Linked DNA regions of Mus musculus: regions 1, 2, 3 and 4 are each linked to region 5. Evidence: chromatin contacts called from public promoter capture Hi-C data. All regions are on one chromosome and are shown on one strand. The core of a region is the stretch at or near the end of the contact, and the rest is flanking DNA. Distances in the headings are between cores, read along the strand shown.

The links. Promoter capture Hi-C pulls out the DNA fragments that hold promoters and counts their contacts.
Region 1: a promoter capture Hi-C map of embryonic stem cells shows a contact between it and region 5, with 4 times the contacts expected there. The contact joins the promoter of Mfsd6l here to the promoter of Stx8 in region 5. A contact is called at or near these places in 19 of 39 promoter capture datasets (the 3T3-L1 cell line, 3T3-L1-derived adipocytes, the C10 cell line and 11 more), 3 of 15 datasets of contacts at CTCF or cohesin (embryonic stem cells, large pre-B cells and pro-B cells), 6 of 484 Hi-C or Micro-C datasets (embryonic fibroblasts, embryonic stem cells, myocytes and 2 more), 3 of 115 datasets of contacts at active chromatin or transcription factors (astrocytes, embryonic basal ganglia and embryonic forebrain) and 2 of 9 other capture datasets (embryonic stem cells and liver).
Region 2: a contact with region 5 is called in a promoter capture Hi-C map of hippocampal neurons, with 2.6 times the contacts expected there. The contact joins the enhancer-like site here to the promoter of Stx8 in region 5. A contact is called at or near these places in 7 of 39 promoter capture datasets (the HPC-7 cell line, cranial neural crest, embryonic stem cells and 4 more) and 1 of 115 datasets of contacts at active chromatin or transcription factors (large pre-B cells).
Region 3: a contact with region 5 is called in a promoter capture Hi-C map of liver, with 2.6 times the contacts expected there. The contact joins the promoter of Myh10 here to the promoter of Stx8 in region 5. A contact is called at or near these places in 11 of 39 promoter capture datasets (the 3T3-L1 cell line, the SN4741 cell line, cranial neural crest and 6 more), 1 of 15 datasets of contacts at CTCF or cohesin (the NIH/3T3 cell line), 1 of 484 Hi-C or Micro-C datasets (embryonic stem cells) and 7 of 115 datasets of contacts at active chromatin or transcription factors (astrocytes, embryonic forebrain, embryonic midbrain and 4 more).
Region 4: a contact with region 5 is called in a promoter capture Hi-C map of pre-B cells, with 7 times the contacts expected there. The contact joins the enhancer-like site here to the promoter of Stx8 in region 5. A contact is called at or near these places in 10 of 39 promoter capture datasets (the 3T3-L1 cell line, 3T3-L1-derived adipocytes, the C10 cell line and 6 more), 2 of 484 Hi-C or Micro-C datasets (cortical neurons and embryonic stem cells), 2 of 115 datasets of contacts at active chromatin or transcription factors (astrocytes and pro-B cells) and 1 of 9 other capture datasets (embryonic stem cells).

Annotation. Positions count from the first base shown.
Region 1 is chr11:68,554,844-68,557,543 of GRCm38.p6, reverse strand. Mfsd6l (major facilitator superfamily domain containing 6-like) reads right to left here and starts at 1,358. Exons shown (of 1, transcript NM_146004.1): 1 at 1-1,358. The coding sequence starts at 1,219.
Region 2 is chr11:68,532,821-68,535,520 of GRCm38.p6, reverse strand. It overlaps Pik3r6 (phosphoinositide-3-kinase regulatory subunit 5), which reads right to left. Exons shown (of 20, transcript NM_001081566.2): 11 at 1,641-2,055; 12 at 1,238-1,328. Among named protein-coding and RNA genes, the nearest start is that of Mfsd6l, 22 kb to the left of the region's middle. Within about 2 kb of position 1,325, at least 13 of the 459 cell types and tissues checked have an H3K27ac peak or open chromatin away from gene starts, as enhancers often do. A contact at or near this core is called in hippocampal neurons, where this site is marked.
Region 3 is chr11:68,690,487-68,693,186 of GRCm38.p6, reverse strand. Myh10 (myosin, heavy polypeptide 10, non-muscle) reads right to left here and starts at 1,272. Exons shown (of 41, transcript NM_175260.2): 1 at 1,005-1,272.
Region 4 is chr11:68,717,944-68,720,643 of GRCm38.p6, reverse strand. All of the region lies in intron 2 of Myh10 (myosin, heavy polypeptide 10, non-muscle), which reads right to left. Among named protein-coding and RNA genes, the nearest start is that of Myh10, 27 kb to the right of the region's middle. Within about 2 kb of position 1,348, at least 33 of the 459 cell types and tissues checked have an H3K27ac peak or open chromatin away from gene starts, as enhancers often do. A contact at or near this core is called in pre-B cells and pro-B cells, where this site is marked.
Region 5 is chr11:67,965,207-67,967,906 of GRCm38.p6, reverse strand. Stx8 (syntaxin 8) reads right to left here and starts at 1,449. Exons shown (of 8, transcript NM_018768.3): 1 at 1,390-1,449. The coding sequence starts at 1,406. It overlaps Cfap52 (cilia and flagella associated protein 52), which reads left to right and starts at 2,265. Exons shown (of 14, transcript NM_027963.2): 1 at 2,265-2,385. The coding sequence starts at 2,316.

The DNA.
Region 1 (2,700 bases), core at 109-2,608, 590 kb before region 5:
TGAGAGCCACTGAGAAACCCATCACCAGCTCACTGCTGCCGTGGTCCTTCATGTGCCAGAACAGAAAGTCCTGCACAGTGCTGGCAGTGGCTCCTATCCAAAAGACAGTGAAGGCCAGGAGGATGAGGCGGGAGTCACCCCTTATGAGGGACAGAGCTTTGATGGCTTTGTAGCTGGGCCCCTGTTGCTGGTCTATGGGAACAGGAAAGGCAGTGCTCACTGCTAAGGCCAGGGTACTGACCAGCGAGTAGCTGTAGAAATAAATCACGCCCTGAGGACCATTGGCCACGAGGAGGCATTCCAGATGCCCCACCAAGGCTGCGATGCCACACACACCTGCTGATACACCTAACAGTTTCCACACCCACAGGTCTCTGTTCCGATCAGTGGCGTCTACGAAATCCAGGTATTCATAAAGACTGTCATCCGCCACCTGCTCCAGAGGGGCTGCCAGGAGTTCCCAGAATACAACAACTCCCAAGGAGAGGATGAAAGTCCACGGTGACCCTTTCGAGGAGTGATCAGGGGTCTGGGTGTCCCCCTGGGGCTTTGACAAGTTGACGGGACCTCCAAGAGCTGTACTTCCAGGAAGTAGATTCAGGGTAACATTGCCTACCTCAAAAGTCCCTTTCTGGGAATTATCTCTCAACCCAGAAGTGACAAGATGGAGGCCTTGTGTAGTGGTCCTGGCTCCTTCAACAGAGCCCACTAAATAGGTCTGCAGACCGCTAAATGTTCCTTCAGATCCATTTGGAAAGCCAGAAGTGTCCAGGGCTCTGGTGTGCCTGCTGCCTGGGAGGTTGGGTGCTCCAGACCCCTGGGTAGGGGTCATGATCACAGTTTGTGTGACCCCCAGCGGTAAGATAGTGGTGGCCACTCTACTGCTTCCATTACAAAAGTGGTTGACCAGATTTCTGTCCACCGGTGGGACGAGGACCATCAGGAGGCTGGCGCCTGCGGAGCTCAGCAATGAGCCAGTCAAAAACATTCTCCTTTTCTGGTAGCGTTTGGCCAGGAAGGCACAGAAGGGAATCCAGCAGGTAGCGATCAGGTGCTTGGTTCCCATGAGGATGCCCACCAAGGGCGCGGCCACACCCAGTTGCCTCAGGTAGAGGGTCAGGAACGGAGTCACACAGGCATCCCGGACTCCGCACACCAAGTGGAAGAGCCTGGCCACCCGTAGTGCCCTGGGGACGTCCCATTGCGGGTTGGGGCTCATGGTTACGGGATTCTGCCAGACCCGGAAGGACACAGGACTAAGTTAGATGCGGGGCGCGCGGCGCTCCATATCCTGGGAAGGGAGAATCGCTGGCTCAGGGTTCCGAGCAAGCCAAACTGCGTCACCTCCAGTCACCTAGCCAACGGCTATTTGCCCCCATGTCCGGCCACCCTCCCGGAAGTGGCCCCGCCCCAAGAGAGAGACGCGGCGGGGGCGGAGCCCACGCACCTGTTGACTGTACCTGCTGCACCTGTTGTACCTGCGCCTCACCTGCGCCACCTAATGGATGACGGACGCCCTGTGGTTTGCTGGGCGCGTTCTGACCACAGGTGCTGCTGGGCGCCTGGACTGCCTCAGGCCTGAGAAACTGACAGGGTCAGGATGGGGATGTGTCCGGGAAGAGAAGAATGAAGTGAACATCTGCACATCTCTGGTCCTCACACATCCCTCGTCCTCAGGTCTGTATTCATAGGCCCACTGGTCAGTGGCGATCTACAGAGTTGGTCCTGTTGATTGTAAGTGAAATCCCAATTCTGTCTGGCCATCACCAGAGGACTCAGACTTCCCCTCCTTGGCTTGCACTTTTGTCAATAATCTCTCTGTTCACCCAGAAAGGCATTTATATATATATATATTCAATCCTGGTAGCACCTCACAGTCCCAGGCAGTATGTACACAATGTACACACTCAATAGAATGCTGTTGCCTGCCCTGTTTAGGAATGCACTCCAGAGATTCTTAGCTGGCTTTGAACCTCAGTAGAGGAACCTCAGTAGAGGAACCTCAGTAGAGGAAGTGAATACAGATACTTAAAAATTGCAGGTCAAAAGAAATAGTTTATTAGCCAAGTAAAGGTTTCCACACATGAATTCAGTGGCATCCAGGTCATGAGAAATGGCTCCAGATTTTTTTCTCTCCCCAGAGGCATTTCCTCTCTCAACTGAACTAAGATTCGAGCCCTTGAAATCATGGGGGGGGGGGGGGGGAGGAGGTGTACCATAGGCTTTCCTCCAGAATGGCCAACTATCCAGCTACAGATGCGGGAATTATTTGTTCTCAGACCTAGGGTCTCCATCTCTACCACTGAGCTGTATCCCAGCTCTGATTTGGTCCATTCATTTTTCATTCAAGGCTTGCTCAATGCACCTAATTTGGCCGTGGATTGGAGAGTGGGGGGTGTTTGCCAGCCAATATGTATGTGTAGCTAAATTTGAAATGGTAATTTCTCAGGAGACGGGTAGACAGCTAAGGTCCTCCGCACTTTCTCTTACCATATGGCTGACAGACTCTCACTGATACTTAGAACCTAAGGATTAAAACGTTATTAAATTAAAATTTAAAAACTAAGAGTTGCTAGCTGGGTATGGTGACGCATGCCTGAGTCTAACACTTGAGGGATGGAGGCAGGGGGATCAGGAGTTCATCATCAGCCTCAGCTAGCTTTTTTGAGGTGAGACCTTGTTTACAAAACTGAGCAAAAA
Region 2 (2,700 bases), core at 76-2,575, 570 kb before region 5:
CAGCATCCCTGTCAACTCCACTATGAAGACCTAAAGAGACAATATCTCCTTTTCTCAAAAAAAAAAAAAAAAATCTCAAGCAAAGATGTTAAAACATGTCAGGCAGTGACATGGCGCACACCTTTAATCCCAGCACTTGGAAGGCAGAGGCAGAGGATCTCTGAGTTCGAGGCCAGCCTGGTCTGCACAGTAAGTTTCAGAACAGCTAGAGATACATAGAGAAACCCTGTATCAATATAACAAAAACAAACAACTCTCCCAAAATATTAAAACAACAAATGGACCATGCTTCCTTAGGGCCAGAATGTGTGGCCTTGAGTTTAACTGCGTGTTGCCCGTGGTGACCTGTGCTGACTGCCTCTCTCAACTCTGAAAGGGGTATTCTCTCTCAGAGACATTCTTTAGAATATACCAGAGGACATTCTTTAGGATAAGTAAAACCACTCTTTTTTTTTTTTAACATTACATGATATTTTGTTCCATGTTTTAAGTTGGTTGTAAACTACATCCTTTGAGCAAGATAGTAAAACCTTGACTATAGGCATCGTTAAAGTAGGCTCTTGCAAAGCCTTGGGTGAGTGGCATCTTTTCCTTTAGTCTCTCCTCACCCTGTCTCTTTCTCCCTTCCTCTTCTCTCTCTGTGTCCGTGTGTCTCTGTCTGTGTGTCTCTGTCTCTCTCTGTCTCTCTGTCTCTGTCTCTCTTTTTCTCTCTCTCTGTCTCTGTCTCTCCTGAAGCATGCGCTTTCTCATCTCTATTTTTTTAATAAACTCACTAACCCTGCTCCTTCCTGGCTCATCCTTGTTTGTTTGTTTGTTTTTTCGAGACAGGGTTTCTCTGTGTAGCCTTGGCTGTGCTGGAACTCATTCTGTAGACCAGGCTGGCCTCGAACTCAGAAATCCGCCTGCCTCTGCCTCCTGAGTGCTCTGGCTCATCCTTAATCTCCTCTCTGGTGTGGTCAAGGTCTTCCGGTTACTGATCAGCACTGACAGTTTTGTAGAGGCAGCTGAGCAGAGGAGAGGCTACTGTGACAAAGCCTGAGTCTTGGCTTCTGATCTGGAAGACACCCCACCCCACCCCAATTTCTCTCAACTCTGCAGTCTAAGGCAATGGTTCTGGTCCCTGAGTCTGGGAGCCAGGCTGCCAGTGGGTCCCCACCTCTCCCTCTCTTCTCTGATGAGACCTCTGCACTTGACCCCTCCACTCCTTTTCCTTGGTCCCTTTGGCCCCAACCCTCACCTGTCCAGTCACCTGAGGCGCCAGCACAGGGATATAGTAGAGCTGTAGGCTGAGTCTAGGAGTGAGGCAGAACTTCTTGGTCTCCCGTTTCCTAGCAACAGACAGCACGGTAGGTGGGTAAGAGCTGAGGGCTGGATGTTGGCATCAAATAGTCTTGGCGTTGCCATTTTTCATGTGCTGACTTTGGGCAATTTATACTATCTTTCTGAGCCCGTTTACCAGTTTACAAAATGGAAACAGTAGACATTTCCTGTCAAGCTGATGGCTGGGCACTGGGGATACTCTACAATGTCCTTCATTACCCTCCCGTGCCTTTTCTCTTGTCCCTCTAATACCCATCATCTAATACTTCATCAGCCCATCCCAGAAGCACCCATACCACAGTCCCTCCTTAGGGTCCTACCTGAGTCTGTAGTAAGCCTGGGCCAAGCGCCCTAGCATCCTGTCATCCCCCAGAACGAGCACGCGGGCGGTATGCACCCGAGAGACTCCAGGTAGCAGCTCCCCGTCCCCACTAGGCCTGCCAGTCCTCCGATGCAACCCCGGGGGCCCATCCCAGCTGCCAGGCATGAAGAAGTCAGGGGGCCACACACGCTTCTTGATGCCCCCCTTGCGTTGAAGGGCGGCCCGCTCCATCTCAGAGCTGCTGGGGTCCGGAAGCTCATCGCTCCCCAAAGGGAGGTCCCGCTCAATTCCACTGTCGGTGGACACCCGGGCCAAGTCCCGGTCTAGCCTAAATCCTTGTAGATCCAAGGCATCCAGATCAGCACTGAGGCGCAGCTGCGAGCGTGGGCGGAGGAAGAGTACCAGTTCCTTCCCTGGGACAGGAGAACAGGGAGCATGAGGATGGCAAAGACACCTGAAGTTGAGAGGACAGGACTCCTGTTTCTCAAATACTGTCCATATGAACAGAACCCCCATGGGATGCTCCACAAAGGCCACCACAGTCCTTTAGTCATTACTGTTTCCTCCCATTGAGGCTACTCAGTAAATCTATTTCTTCTTTTGTTTTTCTTTCTTTTGTTTTGTTTTTATTTATTTGTCTTTTTTTTTTTTTTTTTTGAGATAGGATCACTATGTAGGATCCTGGCAATCCTGGAATTCTCCACGTAGCTCAGGATGGCCTTGAACTCCCGGAGATCTGCCTGTCACAGCCTCCTGAATATAGAGATTAAAGGTGTGCACCACCACACCCAGCCAATCAGTAAACATATTAAAATCCCTGAGAACTCCAGTACTAGAGAAGATGGTGCTTAACCCAGCACCTCCCACATTTAGCTGACCTTGGGTCCCTTCCAACACCCCACTTCCTGTAGCTTGCTCTGGGACACAGATAGCAGGCCACCAGCTCCAGGGACGACTTGCAGGGTTTCCAGTTTACTTTTAGGCTCAGAGAGACAGGCATCTACCGTGACCCGCCATGCAAAAGGAAGTGACTTGAACCCAGTACTCCAGCTTAATCC
Region 3 (2,700 bases), core at 23-2,522, 730 kb before region 5:
GCCCACCAAAGGCCCACAAAGCCCCGCCAACGCCAAGGACTCCACAGCTTCAACTTCCCTCCGACCCAAATCCACTTCGATTTTATAGGATCAGAGTATGACACCCTAACTACAGAAGGCTAGGGAGAGATTCTGCGGCGAGCCATTACCAGATCACTTACACAATAAAGCGATCCAGAGGCGACGGCTGACCCTCCCCCCGGCCGCTCCGCTACAACGCGCCCGGGCCACATTTCCCGCCTCGTTCTCCCCAACGGCCCAGGCCTCGCCCGGTGTCCACCTCCCGGTCCACCACGGTCCCCAGCGAGCGTGGCATGAGGTCTAGCTCCAGCCCTCCTTCCCGAGACCAGCTCTGGAGCCTCTCATCCGTCGCATGCTCCCAAGACCATGCAGTTTCAGGCCACTGGTCCCTAAACCGCACAGATCCAGGGTCCGCCTTCTGAGTCTTCGGAGAACCTTTCAGTCGCACCCGGGGAAATCTAACTCCACCTAACCCACGGTGCAACCCACCCAGGGTCCCCTTTCCTTCCTGGGCCCCCAGCACCAAGATCACATCCCAGGACTCAGTCCTCTCCTAAAAGGAGATAGACACGCCGGGCGCCTCCGGCCTCTTATTAGGGCACTCACCTCCCAACCCCACGCTTCCAGGGATCCAATGCAACCAGGAGTTGGTCCCTACATCCCCATCCCCAGATCTCCATTCTCATCCCTTTCAAGAGTCGTCCTCACGTATGACCTGGCCCTGATCCATGAAGAGGTCTCATTCTCAAGGACCCCATTTCCCACCCCTCCAGGGGTCTCTTCATCTCCATACACTGGGGTCTCGTCATCTCCACAAGCTCCGCTCTCCACTGCCCAGTCTCCCTTTCCCAGCTCCCGCCTGGGCTCCGTCTCTGTGCTCCAGGCTCGCCCAGTTCCCCAGCCCCGGTTCCTCCCCTCCTGTTCCCTCAACCGTCCCCACTCCCGGAACGCCGCACTCGGACCCGGGCAACTGCTCGTCTCACCTTCAGCCGAAGATGGTGGCGCCGGCACACGTCCCCAGCAGCGACCACAGATCCAGCGTCTCAATTCCAAACCCACCGCTGCCTCCGCCGGGCTCCTTTAGCACTGCTGCTCGCGCCTGCCCCACCCACTCCCACCCTCATTGGGCCATCTCCACGCCCATCACTGCCGCCCCCAGACCCACTGGTCGGTTTGCGCGCCCATCTCCCAGGAAAGACGTTAGCAACCCGAACGAAGCTACCTTCCCAAGTCCCGCTCCCTCCACCCACCTGGAATGATGCTCATTGGCTCCCGCTCCCGACCTAGACCCACAGACTCCCAATCTCATAGGCTGCTACTCACGCCTGTCAGAGACTCCGGGAGGTGCGGCCGGGGCAGTGGCGGGTGATTGGCTGACTCTGGAGGGAGATGGACAGCTGAAACTAGGAGCCTGGCGATCCCGCGAGGCAGAGATCGCCGATCTTGTTGGGGTGTGCGCGCTGCGCTAGTCAGGGCTGGGTGGACAGTGGGGCAGGTGTACCGCAGCACAAGTCACCAGCTCCCACTGGTCACGTCTCTCTATTGCGTCGGGCCGCCGCTGCAACCCACTCGAGCGTTCTGCGGCCCGTAGGCTTGCCGCAGCCACTGGGTCCCTCAGCGGGACCGGCTTTCGCCGAGGAATCGCCAGCTCCCGGAGCTGCCTGCAGGGGCGGGGCCGGAGCGCGGTCCTGAGGCCTGACGTCACCCTGGAGCTTCAGTGGGTGGGAGCCGCTGCTTGCGGCTCACCTGCAGTGGGGGAGGGGAGCCTCTCGGGCTGGGCGCTAAAGCTCTGTCCTGACCGGGCTGCAACCCTGTGGCGGCCGGAGTCCCCCCTTACTGATGCTTCCTTCCTCTCGTGACCCGCCGCAGTTGGATGTTTGCTTGCTCTGCCTCTTAGGCAGGGCTGAGATTCCAAAAATACGAGAAGCAAACGGGCCTGGCAGAGAAGACCAGAGAGCGACTTCATTTGTTCACTCACTCATTCATTCCAGCTCTCTATGGAAGAGGAACTGGGTAGGGCTTGCAGGATTCCTGTGCTGTTGTCATAGCCCCTAGGGCTAAAGAACCAGTGGTTCAAGTGCCTTAGAAAGGTTCATGGACCTCAGGTGGGAGTGGGCTTCCAAAATAAGGAAACTGGAAAATTGAAGTTAAAAAAAAAATGTAATGAAATGTCTGCAGAATCTAGTCAACTCTTAATTATACATGTATAAATATAATAAAGTAAAAAAATCACAAGAGCCAAATGGATTATTGTTCTTATAAAAAGATAAATATAAAATACTTTATTTTAAAACTGCCTCAGGATTTTATGTATTTAGTATTGTATATATGTGTGTGTTTTAATGGATACTTTGTAAATGCCTGAGAAACTTCTAGACTGATTTTTTTTTTTAAAGTGAGAAAAAAAATGAAAACAAGGCAGGAAGTGATAAGAAAGGGTTGGTGGAATTCAGAGAAATCTCCAAGGCAGCTGAATGCAGAGCCCTTCCGGGGGAAGTGAGAATTCTTTGTCCTTTGTCCAGGTGCATCTGGTCTCCAACCCCACATGCCCACTAGGGTGGCTGCCCCCTTCCAGGTGTCTTGTGACTTTGGCACTACATGAAGAGTTCTATCCTTGTGAAGTCTACCGAGGAAGTATAAGTTAGTATAACGTGTCAATGATAGCCCTCTTATAAACGT
Region 4 (2,700 bases), core at 99-2,598, 750 kb before region 5:
CTAGGGGTTTGAATGTTTTGCTTGCACATTTGTATACACGCCATGTGGATTCCTGGTGCCCATGGAGGTCAGAAAAGGGCATCAGATCCCTTGGAACTACAGTTAAGATGGTTGTGGGCAAATCACAATGGATGCTGGAAATCAAACCAGAAGAGCAACAAATGCTCTACACTGCGGAGCCCCCAAATTCTCAAACATCTGCATAAAGCCAAATTTCTTTCAAGTAACTTCACAAAAAATAGAATACAGAAGCAAATATGAGAATCCAACTCTTTTGCTAAGATATTGAAGGAATTTACAAAAAAAGAAAAAAAAGTATTTACTTTGCAGCTCTTTTGGTATTAAAATTTTTTCATAAAAAATAACTTAACTTTATATGGGTTTATCACTTTAAAATGTGATAATAAACATTGAGTTTTGTACTTTTAAGTATGGTAAACATTGTCACAATAACCCAAATGCTCCTCAGTAATCTATGGCCTGGATTACAAGACTTCAGGAAACCTTCCTGACCACATGGTAGCCTTCATTCAGAAATGACAGTAGGGCTGAAGAGATGGCTCAGCGACTAAGAGCACTGGCTGCTCTTGCAGAAGACCTAGGTTCAATTCGAAGTACCCACGTGGTGACTCACAACCATCTATAACTCTAGTCCCAGAGGATCTGATGCCCTCTCTGAAGTCCTTCCTCAGGCACTCAGCCCACACGTGGTGTACATAAATACCATCAGGCAAAATACTCTCCACATGAAATAATAAAATAGCATACATTTCAGAAAAGAAGAAAAAATGGCATGCTAGACACTTCTCTTCATCTTTTCAGACCGACTTCTGACAATATTCTATAAAACTCACTACTGAAAAAAACAAAGATAGGGAAACCTGCTGGCTCCAGATATGTTCCCTGCTCCAGATGTGCCAGGCCACTGGGGACTGTGGCATTTGGAAAGGACACTCTTTTTGGCTGTATATGAGACAGACCTTTTAGTTGGTTAGCCCAAATAACCAGCAACATGATGCTACAAAGAGCCAGAGAGATGAGTAAGTGGTTAAGAGCACTTGCTGCTCTTGAAGAGAGACTCTTCCAGTTCTCAGCGCCCACATAACAGCTCACAACGGTCTGTCACTCCAGTCCCAGGGGATCTAACACCCTCTTCTGGCCTCCACGGCACCAGGCAAGCACATGGTGCACACGCATAAAACACACAGCCAAAACACTCATACACATAAAATAAAGACACACAAATCTCTTAAAGAAGATGGGGGTGGCTGGCAGATTAGGAGTGTTGCTGAAGCTCTGTGGCCAGCTCCCCTGGGACAGCTGAGGGGACTGTAATGAACAGCTGTGTTCATAAGGCCTGAATCCTTGGCAATTGCTGCAGAAAGCCCTCTAGGGACCACTCTGCTTTGAATGCAGCAGTTACTAATTCTAAAACAAGAGGAAAGCTTGCCAAGACAATCCAAGTGACCAGACCATCTCTGTCACTGCTCTCTGGCTTTCCTTGAGGCTCTAATGCACTCTCAGAAGTGGGAAGCCAGTGAGATGGCCCCTGACTAGAGGCCACTGGTGTGACTTCATCTGACCTTATGTGGTTGCCTGAGACTGGATGGATCCATGGCTTGCCACTCTTGCTACCTCAGACTCCTGGCCTTGTTTGCCTAGACTCCGGCAACTTTAGCTTGCTCCTGGCCTTCCCAGACCACCCTCTTCCACTTTCTTCCAGGCAAGTCTTCCAATAATTAATCCAGTCTCAGACGACAAAAAACAAGCAAAGATAATAAAAATGACTTTACAGCAACAGAATAGCTACTGCACTATGAGGTGACTTTAGACCATGTATTCCAAAAAGCTGGAAGGAATTATGAGTATGACACATGTTTGTGATAGCTACAGTTGACATACACAAAGTATGCATAGATGGAAACATCATTGTGCTTTTAAAGTGTCCACTACAAAATAGACTTAATTTTATAAGTATTTTATTAAGGATGAACAAAGGAAGTCAAACTCAATTGTTAATGGGTTTATGTTATAACAGTAATAAGTTATAACCACATATTAATGAATTCTTAAATACAACATAATTTTTCAGTCAAAAGTTAGGTCATAGCCTGGCAAGATACTACAGCATCTGCACTTCAGGGGGTTTTGTTGTTGTTGTTATTGTTTTGTTTTGTTTTTATACAGGGTTTCTCTGTGTAGCCCTGGTTGTCCTGGACTTGCTTTGTAGACCAGGCTGGCCTTGAACTCATAGAAATCCACCTGCCTCTGCCTCTGCCTCTGCCTCTGCCTCTGCCTCTGCCTCCCAAGTGCTTGGAATTTAAGGCGTGCGCCACTGCATGTGGCCTTGCACTTTATGTTTTTAAGAGGTAAATAATTATAGAATGAAAAACAACAAAACCTTCAAAACTAAAATACACAAATCAGGAGCCACACTCTGCACTGTGGCTGGCAGAGGTAAGCCATTGGAACAGGACACATATTTAATCAGAACCAAGTCCAACATGTCTTAGGCAGTTTTCTGAGGACAAGGATTACAAAGTCTCACAAATATGAATTAAGTCATCAGAAAGAAAACATTAAATAATCATTAGCATCTCATGCTTGCCAAGGACAATGTAACAAAAGGCTAAACAGAAATCTTATTAAAGTATTAACTTTTGAGTACCTAAAAAAAATTAGATCAAATCGTTTTCCCCC
Region 5 (2,700 bases), core at 200-2,699:
ACTTACGGGAGAATTTTACCCAAGACACTGAAGCATTTCAACTCTTTTACTGTTAGTCTTAACTGTTTGACTCAGCGGCTTTCTCGTTTGCCAGCTGAAAGCTTTCTGGTCTTGCTGGGGACCAAACCCAGGGTGTCTTGCGTGTGCTAAACAATCGTTCTACAACCGGGCTAAAATTTGAAATAAGTTATGTACACTCAGATGATGCACTGATACACATTAAAAATCATGTTTTTAAGACTACCTTTTAAGGACATGGAGAAATGCTCCCTCCCTGCTTTGTAAAATACAAGCAGGATATAGATCCAAACAATAAATGCATTGGAAAAAAAGGTGAGCACTGATTGCTTCCGAGGGATAGGGGTGCTTTTTACTCCCTTCAGATACTCAGCAGTCTCTCAATTTTCTACCAGGGGTGTATACAATAGTTAAAACTTTAGGACAAAATTCAGCACTTGGCTGGGCTTGGTAGCAGAGCCACCATTTTGGAGACTGAAGCAAAAGGGTCAGGGATTCAAGATCAACTTGGGCTCCCCGAGACACTGAAAAACAAACCAACAACAAACAATTCAGCAACTGGCCCAAATAGCCTAGATCCCAGATAACTCTAATTCTGACCTTGGGATCCACTCTCTTAATATTCAAATTTATCTGCCATCAAACAACTACAAATTGTACCGGAAACACCACCATAAGGCATATTCTCCAACACAAACTTTATAGGAATGCAGTGTTATAAATTATTCATCAGGAAGGTCAGGACTTTATAGCAATTTGTTCCTTGTACAAAGATGTTTTTCATCATTCTCTCCTTGGGGTCTCTTTGCTGAATAAATGGACCTTATCAGGCACTTCCTACTTCGTGCTGACATAAGTCTTCATGCTACTGATGCAGGAAAAGTGCAAAATTTCCCCTCCCAATGTCCTACAAGTTTTCTGTGAAAAGCCCATAGCACCCGTGCCCAACTAGCTACTAACTGGTGACCATGGAGTGTGAACTTCAGTTTATAACCTTTCTGGGGATTACTGGGTGAAGGGATACCCCACCAAAAGGTTATTTTGACCTCACTTTTACAGGAGCCTGGGGAAGTCTATGCATGCAGTCAGCCACAAGCATGATGGGCAAGAAGCCCCAGAAAAGGGGGGCAAATATTCGATTGCTCAAGTCCCAGCTCCCCCAGGTCATAGCCTACCCTAGGACCACAGAGTTAGCACCGAGTAGGCAGTACGTGGCTGAGTCCCCTCAACAGGGGGAGGATTCTCGCTGATCTTCATCCCTAAGGCCGCCAGCCTCAAGCTCAAAGATGGGCAGGGTCTCTGCCAGTCCCTGGAAGCCAGTTCCACCCCCAAGTTAATCCCCATACTCTGCTGCCATCACCGGCAACTCACCAGGGGTCCGGGGCCATGGTGCAGTCTCCGCCCGCAGCTGGGACACTTCCTGCTCGTAGCAGCTGACTACGGCGGCCCGTGCGGCTCATTCCCCGCAGTTCGGAGAGTGCGCGACCCGAGCCCAGAGTTTGCAAAGTGAAACCTGTTTTAATTGACCTCAGAACGACGTCCCCGCTACCCAGAGCGCACCCCTAAGGGAGTGGGTAGCAAGAATCTATTTTTGTTAATTCACATGAATTGCTGGACGCAAGAAAAATAGTTAAATTGTTGAGCAGAATCAAAACATTTTCCCAGGGAATGGAAACGCGTCAACCCCGGCTCTCTGTATTTTTCTTCTTAATTCAAAACAGCAAGACAAGCTGGGTGTGATAACTCAAGCCTGGAATTCCAGCACTTGGATGGCTGAGGCAGGAAATATACATACAGGCAACATATGTACCATACATGCATGAATACATACATACATACATACATACATAAAAATAGTTGCATACTGTACTAAAACGTTTTTAGTGATTTTTTTAAATTTTTCTTTTAAAAAGAAGTATCAATGCCATGTTTTTTATAGCAACCTATTCATCATAGGCAATTCTCTGTGCTCAATTATTCTGTGTTCAATTATTTTTAATAATCATCACGAGGGGCTTAATTGTATAGTTTTTAAAAAGTCACAGACCTGTACACGGGAGAGGAGGAAATTTACCTTGTGCACTTAGCGTCAACCTACCACCTACATTTCCAGAATGGATAAAATACATACTAAGGAAGTCCTCCCAACATTTGCAAGAGGGGAAATCAACTCAAACACAGTGGGCTGGGTTTCTGCTCCTGCATGAACCTAGCACGCATGCGTGCGCCAGTTACCATGACGACCAGGAGACGCTGCACCCTGGAGTTGAAGAATCAATGAGCTGAAACTCTCCAGGATGGAAGAACAAGTTTTACCCGAGCTGGATGTAGCAGAACTGGAGCTTCAGGCTGTGATCGGCTTCAATGGTGAGACCTTGAGCAACCATGATTTGATGCCTCAGGGACAGTGAGACGCTGACCTGGTAGCGCCTGAGAGGCAGTGGGAATAGCGGCAAGAGTGTGGCCAGGCACCACCCGCCCCAGGATGGTGGCAGATCTGGGCCTCATTCCTGAGCCTCAGGAACTGGCATGGGTGTAAGAGCTCAGATAAAGCTCCTCCAGAGACCAAATGAGCCTAACTCGGTAGGAGTATGAATAAGGGTCTTTCCCAAAGTAAGAACTCAAAGGTTTAAGACCAGGATAGAAGGGAAGTAGGACATTAAGGGAGAAACCTTTTTAATT